2 separate regions of the Sus scrofa genome follow, and region 2 is linked to region 1. A link is a contact called in public Hi-C data. All regions are on one chromosome and are shown on one strand. Each heading gives the region's core, a stretch centred on a gene start, on an enhancer-like site or on the middle of the called end of the contact. The rest is flanking DNA. Distances are from core to core; before and after follow the strand shown.

Region 1 (3,749 bases), core at 496-2,995:
GAGAGAGAGAGAGAGAGAGAGAAAGAGAGAAAGAAAGAAAGAAAGAAAGAAAGAAAGAAAGAAAGAAAGAAAGAAAGAAAGAAAGAAAGAAAGAAAAGGAATCTGTGATCAATCAGTGATCAAGAAATGTGTAAACAGGAGTTCCCACTGTGGTGCAATGGGTTAAGAATCTAGCTGCAGTGTCTTGGGTTGCTTCAGAAGTGTGGTTTTGATCCCTGACCTGGTGCAGCTGGTTAAAGGATCTACCACTGCAGCAGCTGCCACACAGTTTGCAGCTGCAGCTCAGATTCAATCCCTGGCTGGGGGAATTGCCATATGCAGTCAGTGTGGCCTTAAAAAAATGTATAAATGCCATCAAATTGGAACCATAGAGCTCATTCCAGGGATTTCTTGCATCCTGTCTTTCTATCCCCTGAAAGTTCACTGTAGACTTTCAAACTGACCTTGATGAATTGTCGCACAGCAACACTGTGTTCCATTCTGACCTGTCAGTGGGCACCTGTTAGCCAGCAGTTGACCTGTCCTTTTGTCATCCTTTCCTCACCCGGTCTAGGCCTGGCGTACAGAAGAGGGAGAGTCATGCCAGCAGGACCCCTTGGTTCTTTCCCTGTGCTCCTGGACATCTTCCCTGAGTGTTTCACAAGACCCTCGATCAAACTTGTCCAAAACGGAACTGATGAACATCCCACCCAAACCAGTCCCTTCATCTCAGTGAATAGCTGAGTGTAACCACCAGCCACTCAGTTATCCAACCCAGAAACTCAGGCATCATTTGTGACACCTCTCTCTCCCCCATCACCCTGCAAACACAGAGTCCTGATAATTCTGCTCCCACAGGCACTCTTGAACCCATCCACCACCTGCATCTCCGCCATGGCCACTCTCCTGGTTCAGAGAACACTCATCTCTGTCTGGTTTACACAGTCACCTCCTCCTGGGTCCCTCTTCCTTTCTGGCTTCCACATTTTCTGATACACAGATCTGATTAGGCCTCCTTCCAGCTTAAAATCCTCCTGCGGCTCCAAGTTGGTGTCAGGACAAAGTCCATATTCCTTCCTAGGGTTTACCAGGCCCGGCTGATCCCGTCCCCGCCCATCACCGAGCCTCCTCTCTCTCTCTCTCTCTCTCTCTCTCTCTCTGCTCTTTGCATGTCATGCCTCACCCCACCTCCTTTATCACTAGCAGTTCCTCATTTAGGCATCTTGCGTTCCGGTCTTACACACTCAGTTCCCCTTTCCCTGGAACACTCTCCCTGCCCTCTCCCCACTTTTCCCCAGCCCCCTCTATCCAGCTAAGCCCTACTCAAACTTTAGGCCTCTGCTTAGATGTCGCACCTCCTAGGAAGCCTGTGAGCCTCTCCTGTGTGCTCCCAGAGGTCAAACACTTCTTTTGCCACAGCGTGGAGGCTCCCACTGCTTACTCTAATGTGGCCCCTATGGTAATGCTCACGAGTGTGTCCCCGGGGCTTCAGCAGCACCTGGAACATGGTGGGCACGCCTCCATAACTGAAGAGTGAATGAAAGAACACAGCTCTTGGCCCGGACAAGCTAGGAGAGAAGGAAGCTTCTCGGTGCCAGCCTTTTCATTTCATCTTCCCTTTGAGCCTCTCTGGATCCCTCCACCTATTTCTGTTGATAGCAGCTTGATGTCCTAATCCCTCTTTGGGCTCTCAAAGGCCTCAAGATCTTGAAAAACCGCAAGAATGAGTGACTCCCTCATGGTAGAATGTCTGAATCTATAACCGCTAATACAAGAGCCAATTTCAAGAGTAGGAATTCTTTGAATCATGCCACATCGCTGACTTCTCACTCTGGCATGTAACCTTGGCACGTTCCGCCTTCTTCAGAATTTTATAGGAAAGAGGAGTTAGTGTTGAATGGGTGTAGAGTGTCAGTTGGAAAGATGCGAAAGTTCTGGAGATGGGTGGTGCTGATTAAGTCTATTCACACTATACTGTGAATATATTTAATGCTACAGTACCATTAAAATGGTTACCATGCAATAAAACAGTACCATTTCATTCTATGTCTATTTCGCCATAATTTTTAAATTAACTAATTAATTAATTAATTTATTTATTTTTGTCTTTTGTCTTTTTAGGGCCATACCTGAGGCATGTGGAGGTTCCCAGGCTAGGGGTCAAATCAGAGCTATAGCTGCTGGCCACAGCAACACCAGATCAGAGCCTGATCTGCGACCTACACCACAGCTCACGGCAACACCAAATACTTAACCCACTGAGCAAGGCCAGGGATTGAACCTGAGTCCTCATGGATACTAGTTGGGTTCACTAACCACTGAGCCATGACAGGAACTCCTCACCGTAATTTTTTTAAAAAAGAATTTTATAGGCTAATGGTAGTTTGTGATCAGATAGTTCTCAGTTTGAACCTTAGCTTGGACTTTGGTAAGAAGCTGAGTTTCTGTATCTATAAAATGGGTATGATCATTTTTTAACAAATGTCTTTTGAACATCCATCAGGAGAGAGACAGAATAGCATCATGGTTAAATCAGCAACTGGTGCCCCAAATCCTGAATCCTGGTTCCCCAGCTCTTTTGCTGTAGGAAAACAGGCAAGCCATTTTATTTTTTCCCTCAGCCTCAATTTCATGATCTGGAAAGTGGAGAGAGCCATTTTTCCATTATAGGATTATTGTAAGAAATAACCGAGTTAGTGAAAATAGAACAGTGTCTGGCATGAAATAAATGTAATTAATTTTTGTTATTATTTACTTGAGAACGGTACCTGGCGTGTTACCTATAATTATTATATGTTACTATGTCCCAATTCTAGAATCTGGAGATATAGCAATGAACCAGATAAAGTCCTTGCCTTCCTGGAGCTCATCATTTAGTGATGGAAACAGACAATGAATAGGGAAATGTACAGTATAGCAGGTAGCACATAGGTGTGGGTGCAGTTACATGAGACAATATAGGTAAGGTGGTTGATGGAGTCAGATCCGGCTCATGATGGGCACTTACTAAATATTAACCCAGCTCCCCTCTCCTCTCCTTTCCTCTTTCTCTCTTTCTCTCTCTCTTTGGAGAGAAGCCAATTAGAAGCCAGGCAGTCTCCAGGCCCAGGGAAGCTCATGGCCATGAGCTGAGGAAGTCTCAGGAGCAGCTCAGGCCAGGGCCTCAAAAAGTTGGTGGCAGTTTCTGCAGCAGGTAGCTTCTCTCTTAGAGGAAATATGAATCATCTGCTGTTTGGCTTCCATTTCCTGGGAGGCCGCAGGCCCAGGAAATCTGTGGTTTGAGCATCACCGAGGAGATCAATTGAACCGGCTATTGGCGGTGGTGTGTGTTGCTAGGACCACTGACAACCATCTCTTGAGCCAAATGACTCATCTTGAGCTGGCTTCTCAGCCTTTTGATTGCATTCAGCTCATGAAATGAGTCGAATTTCCGGGCATAGGGTGATTCTTCCTCAGCCATTCTGGGTGATGGAGCACGCCCAGACCAGGCCGAGGCAGGAGGAAAAGGGGGTCCAGCCTGCATCCTCATCTCCACTTCACAGTTGATGGAAAGGAGGTCCAAGGTGGCCAACCACTTATATATGCAATGGCCAATGAGCAGTAGAGTCGGGAGAGCTTCTCCTGATTCTTAGCCCCCATATCATGCTTTTCCCCCAACTGCTAGTACATTCCAGCACCTCCAAACCATGGTTTCACCACAACCTTGCCCATACCCACGTTGGTTCAAGTCCACTTATTTGACACAGCTACACTGCAGTATAACAAAACAA
Region 2 (3,749 bases), core at 776-3,275, 180 kb before region 1:
GAGGAAATCCTGGGGTCATCTCATATTTATCTAAGCCAACAGAAAGGTATCGAGGAGCTTTCATGGCTGTGCATACTCTCTTTGTGGCTGTGGATACCGAGGTCACGGCCGAGGTAGTGGGCTCAGCTCCAGGTCACTCTAAGTTTGGAGGGATGCCTGGATTATCGGCTAGTTCTGGAGTTGGATCAGTTCAAGTCTACACCAGGGATCTTTCTGGCCTCTAAAGCTGGAAACACCCAATGCTTACCATGGCACAGACTCAAATACCTAGCTGGCACACGATCAGGAAGTTGAGAAGGCATCAATTTTGGAAACTTGTCTCCTATTACTATTTCATTGAACACTGACAGATGATATTAGGACATCTTAGTAAGCTGGTATACTGGCTATAAAATTCAAAGAGCTGTGTTTTAATACAGTGTACCAAATGTAGTACTCAAATCTCAGCAAGCTACCGTAAAAGACACTTTCATATTTAAAAAACAGAAAGAGGGCTAAAACTGTAAAAAGGCTCCGTAGTGCTAGTCTTCTCAGGAGTACTGTGATAAAACAGCATGAAACCAATAGGACATAAAATCAGGTCGACAAGAAATTCTTCGCCACTCTAGACACTGACCGAGGTTCTATAATTGAAAATGCTTTCCAATCATATAATAAACTTAAGAAAAATGAAGATTCTTCAACTGCCTCTGAACTAGTCTTACTTTTATATCAACTTTTGACTATTTGAGAAAGTTGTGATTCAAGAAAACAGCAAATCCAATATAAACATTAAGATAATTTCTACCGTGCAATGATGAAATCATATTTTAAACACCCCTATATGGCCACCCCCTAAAAACTAGCTAATGAATCAACTCTTCATTTCCATAGGCTTCAGAAATAATTTAATAATCAAACCAAAGTTAAGATTCAATACAAAAAAACTACAAACAAGAAAAAAGACAAAAGAAAGGAGGGAGTTCCCTGGTAGCTCAGTGGGTTAAGAATCTGGCATTCTCATTGCTGTGGCTCAGGCCACTGCTGTGGTACAGATTCAATCCCTGGCAGGGGAACTTCTGTATGTGATGGGTATGACCAAAAAAAAAAAAAAGAGAGCGAGAGTGAGAGCGAGAGAAAAGAGGGGGGAAAAAAGGAAGTTAAAGGGAAAAAGAAAAAAATGTCAATTAACCAAAAGTAAAACAAAATACACCCTTACAATAGCATGTGAATCAATTTTCTTTTTTAATTTGGACAGTTGGTCAATATGTACCAAACACTCAGTGAAAAGTCTGACCATCAAGAGGTCAACTTTCAGAGTTTAACAGTTTCTAAAAAAGGATATTTTAGGAAACAATATGCCTTTATTTTCTAATCTTTCCCAGTAGCTCCATCTAATAAACTGTGACAAGCAATGCTTTTTATCGGCCACTTGGTGGCGTTATGCACACATTTATGATTTTAATAATTTCCTAGTTCAAACAATCACTCTTTATTTTCGGTGATTCAACAACTTTTTCCCTCAAATTTTGAGATGAAGTCTGGAAAATACCTTACAGACTCAAAGAAGCTTTTTTATTCAGCCCAATATATAAGGTTAGACAAAAATCCAAAAACATCATTTGCATTATCTAACTTTCTTGGCAGAATCATTACCCTTTGCTGATTATTCATACTTGCCCTGACACAAAGTTGAAGGAATGTTAATATGTCAAATGGCGTTTCCATATCTTTAATGGAAATTTTCTTCTAGACAAAATAATTTTTTTAAGTTTATTTTTCAATCTGGAAAGACCTTCTTCAATGAAAAAATAAAACTAACCATGAACATAAATGGGATACCAGATGAGTTACGCAAATAAATACTCATTATCAAGCACAAAAGTGAATACTGAGAACAATTTTAAATTTTAGGATAAAACTTCCTGACCAAATATTTCTAGCATCATTCATTGGAGTTACTTTGTAAGCCAAGAGGACTGTTGTGGTCATGTCCCCAGGTTACCTCATGCCTAACGCCTTAGCAGTTTTTCAAAAAGGCCTGAATATGATCAGCAAGGACGAAAGCAGAGCTTCCTCTTTCCACTGCACTCCGCTAGGGGCTACAGGACAAGACCTCTTCCGGCAGGAAGCCTTACTAGTCATCCAGGAGGCTGGACTCTGTTAGCAGACCCTTACTAACACTATTAAAAACTAGAGTAATTTTAATAGGTTTCTACGTTTATTGTAAAACTAGTGCATGTTTCTTCTAGAAATTTTAATACATATGAAAGAGGTTATTCTGGCTTTTTCTTTTTTTTTTTTTTTCCCCATTTTTTGGAGTCAGAAGCTTAGATTCTTTGAGCTTTCCTTTGGGGTTTTAGACTGACCAGGCTATACCCAAATAATAGAAAGAAGCTGAAAATAAAGGCAATCATACAAAAGGAGAAAGTAGGAGATGGGTAAATTATGGGGCTGGGATTGACATATACACATGACTATATAGAGAACAGACAGGAATGAGGACCTACTGTATAACACAGGAGAATTTACGCAGTACTGTGTGGTAACCTACATGGGAAAAGAATCTAAAGAGGAATGGATATATGCATACGTATAACGGATTTACTTTGCTGTATACCTGAACTTACCACAACTTTGTAAGTCAACTACTTATCCCAATAAAAATTCTAAAATATAAAAAAACAAAGGCCATCATAATAAAAGATAACCATTAAATCACCTATTTTAACTTGATAAGCCACTACAGCTTTGTATTTTAACGCTTACTAACAAAGAGGAACCTTATCTGGACTATACTTTTTTGAATAGCTCTTCCCCTTCTATTATTTCCACCGGGCCTCAGTTATCCATCATAGTATTAAATGATATAGTGGTTTTTAAGATTCCCAACGAAGAGCCTTTTGCATAGTACCTGGGCTCTAACATTATCAGAAATGCAGAATAAATGAGGCAATAAATCAATCTAATTGTACTAAAACCTATCTTCAAAAATCCGGGGGAAAAAAACAGCAACACTGCCCAGGTTGGCAGCTATATAGTGAACATATGTTTATGCGTATTTCCATTAGATCCAGCCCAATCTCACTTAGTTAATGGTAAAAGAGAGAATCTCAGGCAAAGTTAAGTTTATAAAGTTTGGGTTCTTTAGGCATATTTAGGTTCTTAGGTAACTTCTCCATGCCCAAACCTTGCTTTAGATAATTAACACTCAAATGCAAAATGGAAGGTAATAAAAATAAGGGAAATGAAAAAAAATATGAAATTTAGAATTACGGACCCAGGAGTTCCAGTCCTGGCTCCATCACTCCTAACTAAAGTGAACCTGGGCATGTTAATCTCTTATCTTTAGTCTTCTTATTCACAAAATGAGAATTAAAACATGTCTACTCCATAATATTATTCTGAGGATTAAAATTTAAAGATATTTGTAAGGCATTTCCAGAACAATGTCAAGCTCATGACTAGGGAAATGGTTCCTTCTTCAGATTCACTATGAGGTACAAGGCTGGCCTTTTAGACCCATCTCAAGCAATCAGGGTATTGACTTGTTTTGTTTAAATGGACAGAAGACAATCTCTTAGATACATAAGTTTTCATCATTAGAAGCAGGACCTGAATTTCCAGTATTAATTTCATGCAAAAAGTGGCTACTATCTGGATTTGGTTTCTATGTCCCAAACTGTAGGCACCAACTTCTTCCTACATTTAACTCTAAATCAGATGATTAAGTTTCATTAGTGAAGTAAAACAGAATAATCAGAAATTTA

The links. Hi-C and Micro-C count contacts between places; a contact is called where the count stands out from the background.
Region 2: a contact with region 1 is called in a Hi-C map of embryonic fibroblasts, with 2.4 times the contacts expected there. The contact joins two enhancer-like sites. A contact is called at or near these places in 3 of 47 Hi-C or Micro-C datasets (embryonic fibroblasts, fibroblasts and retroperitoneal adipose tissue) and 1 of 2 datasets of contacts at active chromatin or transcription factors (alveolar macrophages).

What each region holds. Positions count from the first base shown.
Region 1 is chr8:19,961,732-19,965,480 of Sscrofa11.1, reverse strand. The region is part of intron 1 of RBPJ (recombining binding protein suppressor of hairless); the gene reads right to left. Among named protein-coding and RNA genes, the nearest start is that of RBPJ, 31 kb to the right of the region's middle. Within about 2 kb of position 1,745, at least 17 of the 83 cell types and tissues checked have an H3K27ac peak or open chromatin away from gene starts, as enhancers often do. A contact at or near this core is called in embryonic fibroblasts, where this site is marked.
Region 2 is chr8:20,141,182-20,144,930 of Sscrofa11.1, reverse strand. All of the region lies in intron 3 of RBPJ (recombining binding protein suppressor of hairless), which reads right to left. Among named protein-coding and RNA genes, the nearest start is that of CCKAR, 57 kb to the left of the region's middle. Within about 2 kb of position 2,025, at least 4 of the 83 cell types and tissues checked have an H3K27ac peak or open chromatin away from gene starts, as enhancers often do. A contact at or near this core is called in embryonic fibroblasts, where this site is marked.